Regions from separate parts of the Sus scrofa genome. Here region 1 is linked to region 2. The links are chromatin contacts, called in public HiChIP or PLAC-seq maps. All regions are on one chromosome and are shown on one strand. The core of a region is the stretch at or near the end of the contact, and the rest is flanking DNA. Distances in the headings are between cores, read along the strand shown. Region 1 holds the start of CISD2 (CDGSH iron-sulfur domain-containing protein 2). Region 2 holds the start of TET2 (methylcytosine dioxygenase TET2).

Region 1 (3,432 bases), core at 174-2,673, 1.6 Mb after region 2:
AATGATCCCTTGTATTGGATCTGAAATCCCTCTTCAAATAACTTTCAATAATTTGACTCTAGTTCTGTCTTTTGGAATGCACAGAATAAATTTTATTTTTCTTCCATCAGCGTTCCAAATACTATATTTTGGAGTTCCCGTCCTGGTGCAGCAGAAACGAATCCAACTAGAAACCATGAGGTGGTGGGTTCGATCCCTGGCCTCGCTAATGGTGGAGGTTGCAGACACAGCTTGGATCCCGCGTGGCTGTGGCATAGGCCAGCAGCTACAGCTACGACTGGACCCCGAGCCTGGGAACCTCCATATGCCGCTGGTGCAATCCTGAAAAGCCAAAAAAACAAAAAAACCCAAATACTATATTTTAAGTCAGGTATCATAGGTCTCCAGACTGCTCCACGATAAGCAACCCTATTTACCTCAAAACTGTCTTAATTCATGCTTACATTCCCTGATAGGACAGTGTTTGCTTTATCAATACGTTTTGTCCCCTCGTCAACCTAGTCGGTCCCTGAGACTGGTTTACAAATACCCCGCTTAAGCTGTAGTGCTCAGAAGCCAACAAAACCTTTATTTCTGGTCCATCATACTAGCCAAGATATCTTTCCTCCAACTCCAGTTACCTAAACTGCCTCCAGGCCCATAGCAGTAGAGTTGACTTCAAATGCCCCCAAGGTAGGTTAACGCTCCCCTACGGGAAAGGAGTTTCTTTTTTAACTTGGTTACTAAATAAAACTTCCAAATACCTATTACACGTCTGTCTACGTTTCTCTCCCTCCCACTCACACCCCCACGCTGTGGGTAAAACCCACAGATGAGAGCTGGGACGGCCTGGCACACAGCGCCTTGGATAACGAAGACTCATCGTGTTCTAAAATAAACAAGCAGGGAACGAGAGAGATGAAAGAGATGGGACTGTTCCCAACTCAGCACCTTCTCTGCAAATAGCCGGCTCTCACCACAGAAGACAAAGGAGACTGCCACCAGGATTAGCACCCGATGTCGCCAGGTACCGAGAAGTGGCCTCACGCAAGATCCCAGGCAGCTGTATCTGCGCGCGCCCACCTCCCTCGGAGCGCGGGATCACTGGGTCACGCGCCCGCCGCCAAGCTCCGCCCCGCCCCTCAGCCCGTAGATTTTTAGATTCCCGCCCCCACCCTCCGCCTTGGAAACTTGCAAGGATGGGGACTGGCTGAAGGCTGGCATTACCTGTGAGCCGGGCGAACCCGGTAATGCTCTCCGGGATTGGGAGCCGCTTAAGATACGCGGGGAGCTGCACCTTCACGATCCGGGCCACGCACTCCAGCACCATCCTGACCCGCGGCGTCCTCTCTTTCCCCGACCCCAGCCGCGCTCGGGCCGACCTGCCGCGCCTGCGCCGAGAGCGGAAGCGGCCCGCCGGCGCTCGCGGCCTGGACCCTGCTGGGGCGGGGCTCCGGGCCCGCAAGCCGAGGTGACCTGCCGAGTGCCGATTGGCAGTGGGCGAGTGACGTGCGCGCCCGGCGGGTGCCGCGGGGGCACGGGCGGCCGCGGGAACTGACGGGTAGCGAGGCCGGCCTTGGAGTCTCGGTTTTGCAGAGGGCCCTCACAGTGGGCCTTTAACATCTGCGGACGCTGGAGGCCCGCAGAAAGGATATTGTGTCCGATGAGATAAAGCACGTGAGAGTGCTTTGTAACTGGATGGTGCCTTTCAAAAGTGAGTTTCTCCTGGCATCTTTTTTTACTTCGACTCCTCTCATCTCGGCCTCTTCCCAGCCGCGACCCCAGGATTGTATTCACCTAAGCGCATCTTTCCCCTCTACACTCGCGGTGCCTTATTTCGCTCTGTCATTCCTTCAGGCCGGGCTTTAAGAAAGAAGTTAAAATTACTTTACCTAAACTAGGAACTGCTTCCAGCTCTGCCCCTTGTTTGTTTAGTGCAACGCTGCTCTGAGGCTCCTTGCCACTCTCAGTCGAGACCCGTGAGAGTCTTTCTTTGGATAATTTCAGCTCCTTCTGCAGATCAGTTCTTGTTTAGGTTGGCTAAAACTACGAAAGTGTAAAAGGGTATTAAAGGTTGATGGTTCCCTTCATTTTATGTTGCAAGGCTTCTGCTACAATCGCAAGTGTCGGTGGAGATGTTCAATTTTTATTTATTTTTATTAGCACCTGAAAAAAATAATTAAAGGGTGAAAGGAGACAGCTTCAGTCTCTTGAAGCACCTTCCTTGACATGCCTTTGTTTCTTGTTTTTGTTGAAGTAAAATATCCAAAGTAACGCACTTGCTGATTGCATGTTGTGTATCTCAATACACTGCCACTTTACAGTGCTCAGCCCCACTTGACTAACAACATACAATAACAAACTGTGCAATGTGCAATATTTCATCTTGTATGATTTAATGTAACAGCCAGTTGTGATTATACAGGTTTTATTTTTCATTTTTCCATTAGTATTTTCATCCTAAAGTGTGAAAGTGAAGAAATTATTTTTAAAGCAACTTTTCATTCCTTGGACTGTTTAATATTTGTGGTCGTCCTTCACTAAAAAAAAATTATCAGTAAGAGAGTTAGTTTAAACCTAGATAAACTGATTTTCTATCATTTTACTTCGATCCAAACTGTCACAGTAAAATGACAATGAAAATTTCTATGAAGGTGTTTAGATACAAGTTCATGTTCATGAGCTAGAGCAGTGTAGAAGATGGTATACAAAGTAATGATTTAAAGGTTGGCGTTTACATTAGGATTTATTTTCAGTTTCCTCTTGGGAGCTTACTTTTGGTTTGATGGGTTTATCCTGAAAATGATCTCAGACATCCTAGTCTTTGAGCCTGTTTTGTTGGGGAGATGGCTGAGTCAGGCATGTGTTGGTCAAGGGGCCATAAGGTGTAAGAAAAGCTTGGGGGTCACTAAAAGTTTGTTTCTTAACTAGAGTCTTTGTTGTCTTGACAAGAACAAAACAAGCTGTGTTAAGTGAGATTCTTAAGTCCTCTAAGAAGTTTTTCTTTAAAGGAATAAAAAATGTATACCTCAATTAAGAGATATAACATAGTAAGATGCTGTACAATTCGATGTGATCAACACCCAAATCCAAATATACGGAATATATCAAACACCCCATAGAACTTCTTTATGTACCTACTAACTATCACCGCCGCCACTGTTCTGTCTTGCTTTGCGTGTTCTTGAACATCATATAAAAAGAATTATACTCTATGTAGTTTTTCTGTGATTGGCTTCCCTTGAGCAGTGGACAGCTGGCTTGCCATTTCCAAGTAGAAGAAATGTAGTGAGTGGAAGTCTATAAGGATGAAACACTTTTTTGGAGGGGCTTAAAATTTTAAAATGTATATTCCATCTCCCCCACCTTTTTTTTTTTTTTTTGGCCACTCCCTTGGCATGTGGATGTTCCTGGGCCAGGGATCAAACCCACACCAACAGCAGTGACCCAAGG
Region 2 (3,311 bases), core at 267-2,766:
GAGGCGGCGGGGCCGCCCGAGCTCTCGCCGCTGCCGCCGCTCTCCTCCTCCTCCTCCGCCTCCTCCTCCTCCTCCGCCCCGCTTCCTCCTCCTCCTCCTTCTCCGCCGGGCCGCCTCCTCCCCCTCCGCCGGGCCGCCGCCTCCTCCGCCCTGGCCTCTGTCGCCGCCCCGGGGCCCTCGGCCCCGGCTCCCGGGAATCGGCCCCCGGCCCCGCGGCTCCCCGCACAAAAGCCGGCGGCACCTGGAGCCGAACGTGGGGGCGCGCGGTCGAGGCCGGGACTGGGGAGCGAGCCGGCGAAGCGCTGCGCTCTGAGGAGCGCGCGGGCTCCAGGGAACGTCCGGCCTCCGGACGACGCCGCCGTCAGACCCGGGGTTCCCCGGGGACCCTCGGATAGGTCTCTACCCGGGTGAAGGCTCCAGGCAGGCGCAAAGGGGGAGGCGGCATGTGTCCCTGGCACGAGGATGCAAGACCCTAGCTTAACCTTTGAAACTTTTTGTTGGTGCCGTTCCCCTCCGCCCCCTTAGACTAGGTGCACACCCCCCTGCTGCCTGGCACCCTCCCTGACTCCCACCTCCTGGCAGGTATGCCCTCACGCACCCCAGCGCGCACCCAGGTCTGCCCGCTCGAGCCCGCACCCCACCCCCTGGTAGGTCCACCAGCCCCTCTTCGCCCCCGCTTTGGCATCCTCTCTACACAGTCCCTTTAATCTCGCTCAGCAGAAGCACTCCCGAGTTTCTTCGAGGGCATGCCCTTAGTGCTTTAGGGGTCTGTAGTTTTAAAGACTCGACAAATTAGGAAATTGACCGAGGCCCGCTTCTCCCCGCCCCGGCCCACCTTCTGTTTACTTTGGCCACGTGGGCTGGGAAGGATTCACGCAGATCCAAGAGGGCTTTCTAAGCAGCGACTATCTACATCTCGCTTGATTCAGTTTGTAAGAAATAAACCTGCACTTTCAAGTGCTTAAGAGCATCTATTTTGGAAAAAGAAAAAATTCAGTCTCATAATTAAGAAATGAAGAAATCGACCCATAAACAACTAACCTCCAAAAGGCGATCACTCGATTTCTCCTGACGTTCGTAGTCTACAACTGCTCGCATTCATTGACAGTTTTTCTTTTCTATCGCCTAGTCGTTTTTACTTCTCTTTTAATGCTTTTCCGCACAATCATATGTTTAATGTGACGATGAGACAAAGAACAAAGCCCACGTGAATCGTTATATCAGTTTTTGAGATTTGCTCTCTACCTTTAAGAAGTTCTCACTTTTATCAAATTTCAAATACATATTTGGGGCACATCTTTTACGGGATCGCTACATTGTGATCATGATACTCTTAAGTCAACACACGTTATTCTGTGTCGTTCACTTTTTTGTCCATAATTTTTTTTAGAAGTGAAGTCTTTCTCTAATTTTAGGAAATTAGAATATTTCCTCTTTGAAAAGGGCTGGAAAAAAAGGAACTCTAATGTGTTATGTTGTTACGAGAAAAGTGTTTAAAGTAGGTTCTAGTGAAACATTGTTTATTCCATTTTGAGACAAATTGACTTAGATTTTTGATTTCGCACTAGTCTAAGCAAAACTGTTTGTTTCCCTAAGCATGTAAAATGAATTTCTGTCTTTTCTAACTGCACACTAATACGTCATTGAAGTCTTGGCAACTGCTAGGAGGCTTTAAACTGTTTAGGAGGTGCCTTGTAATTTGTTTTTCAAGTTCAAAAAGTAAAGTTTTCAAAGACTATGATGTACATTCGTATAGTGCATGGTACAGCAGAATTGGGACCACGTGGACTTTGGAGTCTGACAGACCTAGATGAATCTTGACTCCACCCCTTACTAAATGTGTGACCTTGAACATTCTACTTAGCTGTTTTGTGTATCAGTTTCCTCATCTGTTAAACACCCTCTGAAACAGTGTGGTTGTGAGGATTAAATAAAACAACTGGTAAGTGCCCAGGTAGTTATTACTATTACCAATCATAAGCCATCTATTTTCAGGGGTTTTCCTTGATTCACTAGCAGTATACAAGTAATTATATCATTGTCTTCTTAAAGTACATGTAGCAAATATTGTATTCACGTGTGTTTGATAGAAACACCTACGTGTTCCCTTAGCTATTTACAAGATAATTGGGAAAATGATGCTTAAGCTCACTCCCTTCTCATTTCATCTTTTAGACCCTTCTTTCTGTTGTAACAGGTAGTTCCCATATAGCTGGAATCACACTTGGCTAGCAGTTGATTTTGCAACAGGCCCTGAACCTTTTCTTGCCAACTTCTTTCTCTGAACCTCCACCCCACCCTTAACCACCATGACATCTGCTAATTTAAAAGAAAATGCATTACTCCTGTTGGTTATTGTGACTTTTCCACAGCAAAATAAATAAATAAAATTCTAATAGTCTCCAAGTGTAAAACATTTTAGTGAAATTATATATTTTTGATTTTTAAAAAGTTCTTTCTTAGTTGCTATTTCTGGGAAAGAAAAGCTGTAGTTGCACATGATCAGTTGTTTGCTGCACTTCAGTGCACATTTGGATGGGTAATTCAGAGCCAGCTTTTATTTTGTGCATTCTAGAGATTCCTCCTCCTATAGGTGTGGATAATCTATTTTTAAAAGATAATTTGTTGTTTTAACAACAGTAAATTGTTACCAAATTCCTTACCACTTTTCCTCCAACTAGAAAGACCAGTACTGCTCCTACACAGAAAAATCTTTGCTTTCTTATTGGGGGTGAAGGGCGGGGGGAGACAAATAGAACAGGTTCCACGACATGCTATTTTGTGTTAGAAATTTGACTTGATTGGCCTGGGCACCTGATGTCTAACTTAGTTGCTCAGTCTCTAAGCCTGTTAGGGTGGAGGCAGCTTCCTGTATGCTCTGTCCTTTAAAGAGTTGGCAACAGCAGCTTGCTTTACAATGCAAATTTCTTGTATTAACAACAGCAAAAATAGGTGATTCTTAATTTCCTCTCCACCTGGAGAATAGGAAATTTCTTTAAGGACTTAATTTTCTCTTTAACATAGAGAAATAGTTGTGATACATACTCCTTTGAAAGAATTATGGTGGTTTAACAAAAACATTAAATCATAGCCTGTTGTTTCCCATCTCCAAAAACATATTTCTGAAGTATGACATATAAAGATTCTCTGAGTACTTAAAAGACAATTGACCTTGAAGCAGCACAGCAGTCATTGCTATGAAGGGGCCTTGTTTCTTTTGTCTAATGATATTACTGCACACCATACAAAGGTATATATTTAACATAAGCAGAATGCCTATTTAAAAAAACTCCAAGAGATAAAACATTTAG

Evidence for each region. HiChIP or PLAC-seq counts read pairs in DNA pulled down with a chosen protein or histone mark.
Region 1: an H3K27ac HiChIP or PLAC-seq map of alveolar macrophages shows a contact between it and region 2. The contact joins the promoter of CISD2 here to the promoter of TET2 in region 2. A contact is called at or near these places in 1 of 5 promoter capture datasets (liver) and 1 of 2 datasets of contacts at active chromatin or transcription factors (alveolar macrophages).

The regions. Positions count from the first base shown.
Region 1 is chr8:118,163,272-118,166,703 of Sscrofa11.1, forward strand. It overlaps CISD2 (CDGSH iron-sulfur domain-containing protein 2), which reads right to left and starts at 1,424. Exons shown (of 3, transcript XM_013989389.2): 1 at 1,207-1,424. The coding sequence starts at 1,309. LOC106504757 (a long non-coding RNA gene) reads left to right here and starts at 1,523. Exons shown (of 2, transcript XR_002346468.1): 1 at 1,523-1,693.
Region 2 is chr8:116,545,460-116,548,770 of Sscrofa11.1, forward strand. TET2 (methylcytosine dioxygenase TET2) reads right to left here and starts at 1,517. Exons shown (of 11, transcript XM_013978993.2): 1 at 1,042-1,517.